2 separate regions of the Ovis aries genome follow, and region 1 is linked to region 2. Evidence: chromatin contacts called from public Hi-C data. All regions are on one chromosome and are shown on one strand. The core of a region is the stretch at or near the end of the contact, and the rest is flanking DNA. Distances in the headings are between cores, read along the strand shown.

What was found. Hi-C and Micro-C count contacts between places; a contact is called where the count stands out from the background.
Region 1: a Hi-C map of skin fibroblasts shows a contact between it and region 2, with 1.8 times the contacts expected there. The contact joins two enhancer-like sites. A contact is called at or near these places in 2 of 16 Hi-C or Micro-C datasets (skin fibroblasts and tail adipose tissue).

The regions. Positions count from the first base shown.
Region 1 is chr2:162,197,226-162,200,056 of ARS-UI_Ramb_v3.0, forward strand. No RefSeq gene overlaps it. Among named protein-coding and RNA genes, the nearest start is that of ACVR2A, 480 kb to the left of the region's middle. Within about 2 kb of position 1,271, at least 6 of the 54 cell types and tissues checked have an H3K27ac peak or open chromatin away from gene starts, as enhancers often do.
Region 2 is chr2:162,038,110-162,040,847 of ARS-UI_Ramb_v3.0, forward strand. No RefSeq gene overlaps it. Among named protein-coding and RNA genes, the nearest start is that of ACVR2A, 320 kb to the left of the region's middle. Within about 2 kb of position 1,317, at least 2 of the 54 cell types and tissues checked have an H3K27ac peak or open chromatin away from gene starts, as enhancers often do.

The sequences.
Region 1 (2,831 bases), core at 21-2,520, 160 kb after region 2:
TGAAGTGCTAAACACTTTTACTGATAAAAAGAGGGAGATAAAACATGATTGCAAGGATTTTTAGTGTGAGTATGTGGCAAGATAAAGATACCTGCCACTGAAATAAGACTGCAGGACAGGTGGAAGGGAAAATCAAACAATCAGTCTTGACTATGATAAAGCTGAGATGCCTATGGGACATCAAAGTAGAGAAATTAAGACATCAAGCAGATAGGTTTGTAGTTAAGTCCAGAGCACTGGGCCAAAAATAAAATTTTGCAATTTTTACCCCCTGTAAATAGATAATAATTAGAACTCTGGAACTGGATAAAACATCTAATTGAGTTAAGTGTAGATTGTGAAGAAATCTATTCACTGCTTTGAATTAAAAAAAAATGATAAGGGGAATTCACTAAGGAAACTGAGATGGAGAACCTAGTGAGGGTTGATGGTTCAGTAAGGACTCCTTGATTTTAGGGGCAAATTCTCTTTTTTACTTTAGATGATTTTTATGACTAAAAGAGGGCTTCCCAGGTGGCGCTAGTGGTAAAGAACCTGCCTGTCAATGCAGGAGACATATGAGACCCTGGTTTGATCCCTGGGTTGGGAAGATTCCCTGGAGGAGGGCATGGCCACCCACTCCAGGATCCTTGCCTGGAGAATCCAATGGACAGAGGAGCCTGGCAGGCTACAGTCCATGGGGTCACAAAGAGTTGGACATGACCGAAGCAACTTAGTTTGCACATATGACTATGGAAGCAGTAGAAGAGTGCTTTTGCCATCTGATCCTAATGTCAGAGTTTTACATGTAGATGTCAGCCTGGAAACGTGGTTCCTTCCCTACCAGATGTGCTCTCCTTGGATCCCCGCTTCATCCGTAAGGCAAGGGAATAATCCTGCTCTTCTCCCTTTTCATATTCAGAGGGGAGATTTTTGTGGTTTATCACCTTTACCAGGTTCCTTTTGATATTTATTTTAATTGATTTCACTTTTATTGGGAATGTATTACAGTTTGGCCAGGGGTCAATTCTATGATGAGGTGGTTGGTTTTGGGGCTGTCTTAGGACAGTGAGGTTTTTCAGTGCAGGAACTCATATTATCTGCATCATATTACCTAAGTCAGGGCAACATCTTTAACAAATCCCTCACTCCCTCAGGATTTTCACATTGGGGTGTGTTGCTGTCAAATATTCAAAACTGCAAATGTTTCTGAGGATATAAATGAAGCCTGACTCATCGTGAACCTGTGAACTCACCCTAGTCACTAGACCAGATGGAATGTGAACAAAGGTCAAAATAGATTCATCTCAGTAGTATGTCTGCTGACATTGTAATACGTACTTAACTGCCTCTGTTCCCTTGCCACAACAAACTATGAAAATTACTCATGATAGTTTAAAGTAGCATCTTACTCCATCCCAATGGCATTTCTTAGCTTCAAGGTGGAGGCTGCCATCTTGCTACAATAATGGTCAATTTATATATACATATATCTAGCTTACAATGGGTCTTCCCAACTAAATTTGTCATGGAAGTCATTGGAGATGGGCTAAGAAAGCATTTTATAACCCTCATGCTGGCAATGTCATAAGTGACCTTTTAAAATGGTGGCCTCCATTCTAGAATTTAGAAGGGTCAATAAGCAGTTTAATTAAAACCAAGTTTATTTTTTACAACTTGTTTATCATGGCAAGTTTTTCTTGCTCTTTGCTATGTGAACTTTCATTAGAATCTGTTAAGCACAATGGGAATAGTATTTTTTAGTGATAACAAATCAAGCTAGAATCAAAATAATTGGGGAATTTTAATTATTAATATGATGAACAGTTATATAGCACATTTGATTAATGTCATTTATCCATGATTGAAACCTCTAAGGCAGGCACTTTTATGCTTTGCAGAAAAATAAATGGAGGCTTATAGAAGGTGAATGATATGGTATAGAGTCATTAAAAACATTCAGTAAAAATACAACATTGTAAGTCAACTATTAAAACTTTTGAAAATAACGCAATCAATTCAGAAGACTAAAAGGTAAAAAAAAAAAAAAAAAAAAAAATCAGTAGAGCTGAGTCTGAAACTCAGATCTCATTCCAAGGCTGTATTTTTCCCTCTACACTATACTACAGTATGATCCAGTGAATAATCAAAGATTGTTTTCCATGTATTTATTACAGGGAAAATCTCTAAAAATGGTTGAAATGTAGGGAATTTTCTATTGAATCTATTTTGCCTTTCTTTTAGAAGCTTAACTAAAAAGATCACTAAAAGAGGGCACAATGTTATATCTTAGAAATGTAATTCTATAACTCTTTGGAAACAATATATGTGAAACAGAACAGAATAGGGAATGGTATAAGCTCATTTTACAGAGCTGTCTAATTTCTGAGGAGATACAATTTTATTGTTCCTAGGTCTTTGAGGGAATATGTATCCAAAAACAATTTATGATGTCATATATCAGAGTTTCAAAGTTCAAAGAAAAATTAAGGCAGAATTGAAGAAAACAAAAGAGAGAAGGGAAAAATAATCTAGAGGCTATGGGGGAATCTTAAAGAGGCAGCATATATCCACCAAGTGGCTTTTAGTATTGAAATATGCCCTGAAGTTGACCCCAACAAAGATGATGAAATAGTCAGTGAGTTAACTTCTAGCAAAGTTATAGTTGACCATAAATTTGTCTTGGAAATGATGCAGAGAAAATGTCCTCAAATATTTATTTTAGCAGAGGAATTTTAGATGAAGAAGATAACTGGAAGGATAAAATGGATAGCAGCATACTTTAAAGAAATCATGAACAAGAAACAAGAAAAAGGTCTTTTAAGAAACTTACATCATGAAGTAGGAATATG
Region 2 (2,738 bases), core at 67-2,566:
TTCCAGCTATAGCTCTCTACTCTTCTACAGGTTGCTTTAGCTCTGACCCTTTCTGTTTCTCATACATGGCCCAGTTTCCATTTACTTTGTCTCTGGAGACCTCTAACAAGCTCACCAAGTGATCTCTTTGAGGCCTCTCTCATTAGTACTGAGGTGAGGGTAGAAATTTCCAAAAAATTCCTCGCTCCAATCTTCAATTCTTCCAGCCTTCTCAAATGATTTCTTTATATACCCATGAGCAGGTAAGGGGACAAGTGTCACAGAACAGTTTGAGGACACCTCTTTTGTAAATCCTGCTCAGGTTGTTATCTCACTTTGAAATTTGGGATAATTGGCACCACTTTAGAGGTCTCAGTTGAAACTGAGACTGAAAGAGTTCCGCAACATTCTGGTATTTGAAAAGTATTATTGCTCACTTTTATTGAGTTCTTATTATGTGTTACACTCCACTAAGAACATAAAAGGGGGAAACTGAGGCTTACAGGTTAAATTACTTATTCAGAGCCACATTGTTGATAAACAGCAGAGCTGTAATTTGAATCCAGTTCTGACCACCACAGCCCATGTCTTAACCACTGTCTGTACTGTCTTCCTAATATTTTTGTTCCCAACTTTTAATCCCCAGATAATATCACTTGGGTTGCATTGAATTAAATTGCCTAGCGATAATTAGACTGTTGAGTTTATCATTTTGGTTCTGTCTCTTCCATGTGTTATATGTTTATGGGAAATCCCTTGACAATTATTGGTACAGTCAGGGCTGTGTCTTTCCTCCTTCTCTGGAAAACATCCTTGGTGATATTCTGATCAATTAGTTACAATCAACTGACTGCAGATCTGGCCCTTTGTTAACTACAAGGGCAAAGAAAGCTTATCAAATTCAGAGTCTGAGAATATGATTGGGACAATGGGCAAAGGCAATCCAAGAAGCACCTTGTTTATATCTCAGGCAGTATTCTTATAAGCACCTAGATTGATTTGGCTGTCTTTGAGCAGGTCACAAGTGGAAATTCTGAGAAATTCTATTCCATGGATGGAGGGCTAATTGTGTGTGCTGTTGATTTGTTTGTCTTCCCTCTGTCACAACTAAAGAAAGAGCCCACACTTGGATGTGGATATTTATTGAATATATTTCATAACTGCCTCTTTTGAAGCATCTGGTTGCCTTATGTTGATTCAGAACATTCACCACCCTGCTATACTCAGCTGTTTTTTTTTTTTTTTTGGTCACAGGCAGAATCAACCATCAACCCACCAAACAGAGCCAAACCTCAGGATTGCAGGATACTCAGTCACTCTCTAGGCTGGAAAATGTGTCTTAGTAACAAGAAACTACATAGAGGCATTTGAAGAGGCCAGCTCTCCTCAGCTTCGGCCAAGGTGGCAGAGAACAGTGCAATGATTGCATCTCTTGTGGAAGGATTTCTGGGGTAACTTTAGTCCCATGGGGATGGAAAGTTTGGGAATGGTACCAGGATAAGATTTAAGACCAAATGTGCAAGCAGGAAGGCGGGCTTGAATAGACTCTTGCTTGTTCAGTAGGTCACTGAGTGCTATTTGTGAGCTAGAGCTTAGAAATATTCAGGTCTATATCAAAGATGTGTTGTTCTTGATTAGCCCCAATCTCTTTTTTTCTGTAGCTTTTCATAGTGAGAATTTAATCTCAGGCTGCCTTCTCTTGTTATCAGATTAAATATGCTCAGGGAATGGAAATTAATTTCAATAGTTGACTAAATAAACCCAGTTAAGAAGAGTAATCTGCTCCCAGTGAAGCATGAGCCATACATTCTAGAACAATGCAGAAATGGCTTACTTTGAAGGGTCTGGTTTTATTCTTAAGTTACCTTCTCCATATTTCTGTTTCCTAATTAGGGAAACAGCCCAGAGGAAACTAAGGGGAGAATGAGTTGCCATTTGTAGCTTTAAATAGTCACCCCAGGGCCATGGATTTAAGTCCATGGAGGAAGGAAAGTGGTGGAGAAACTTCGAGCTTGGATGGGGTTTTGTGGTTAGATATGATGCAACCAGAAATGAGTGTTGGAAGTTATGTTCTCCAGATGGCTTCATGTCTCAGACCAGGCCAGAGAGAGATATCATTTAATTCCCTTGAGCTGCTTTTATTAAATATGTCTGGGATAGAAAACACAACTAAGTTAGAAGTCTGTGGAGAAAGAGCTGAGTTCTGGGAAATTCCTTTTCATGTATCTGATCTCAGCCCTTTGTGGGGGATCTTTCTGGGGAACAAGGTTCCTGGAGAGTGAATGATCACATTTATCAAATAAGGTCCTTATTGGGACAGTGTTGACAAAAGGAACCTCACCTTTTCTGAGAACTGGCAATATATCCTGAATTTAGTACACAAATAACTGAATGAGAATATATAGAAAATTTTTTTATCCTTGTTTTACAGAATGAAAAACTTGAGTCAAAGAGTGGCTACATTGTCCGGGGGTGAGTGAGAAGGTTTGAACTGCAACAAATCTTCTGAATCCTGTGATTGGTCTAATACCGCACCATTGCAAGAACATCATCATCATAGTTAATATGTACTTAACACTTTTAACATTTAAAACTTTTCATGTTTATTTCCTCATCTAAATAAGGTGGGTATAAATGAGATAAGGAGAAACCTAACTATTTATCTAAAATCACACAGAAAGTTGAGATCAGAATCAGAGTCCAAGGGCCTGGTGATTGTTTCAGGGAACTGTACATCAGGTCTTACCTGGGAAATCTGA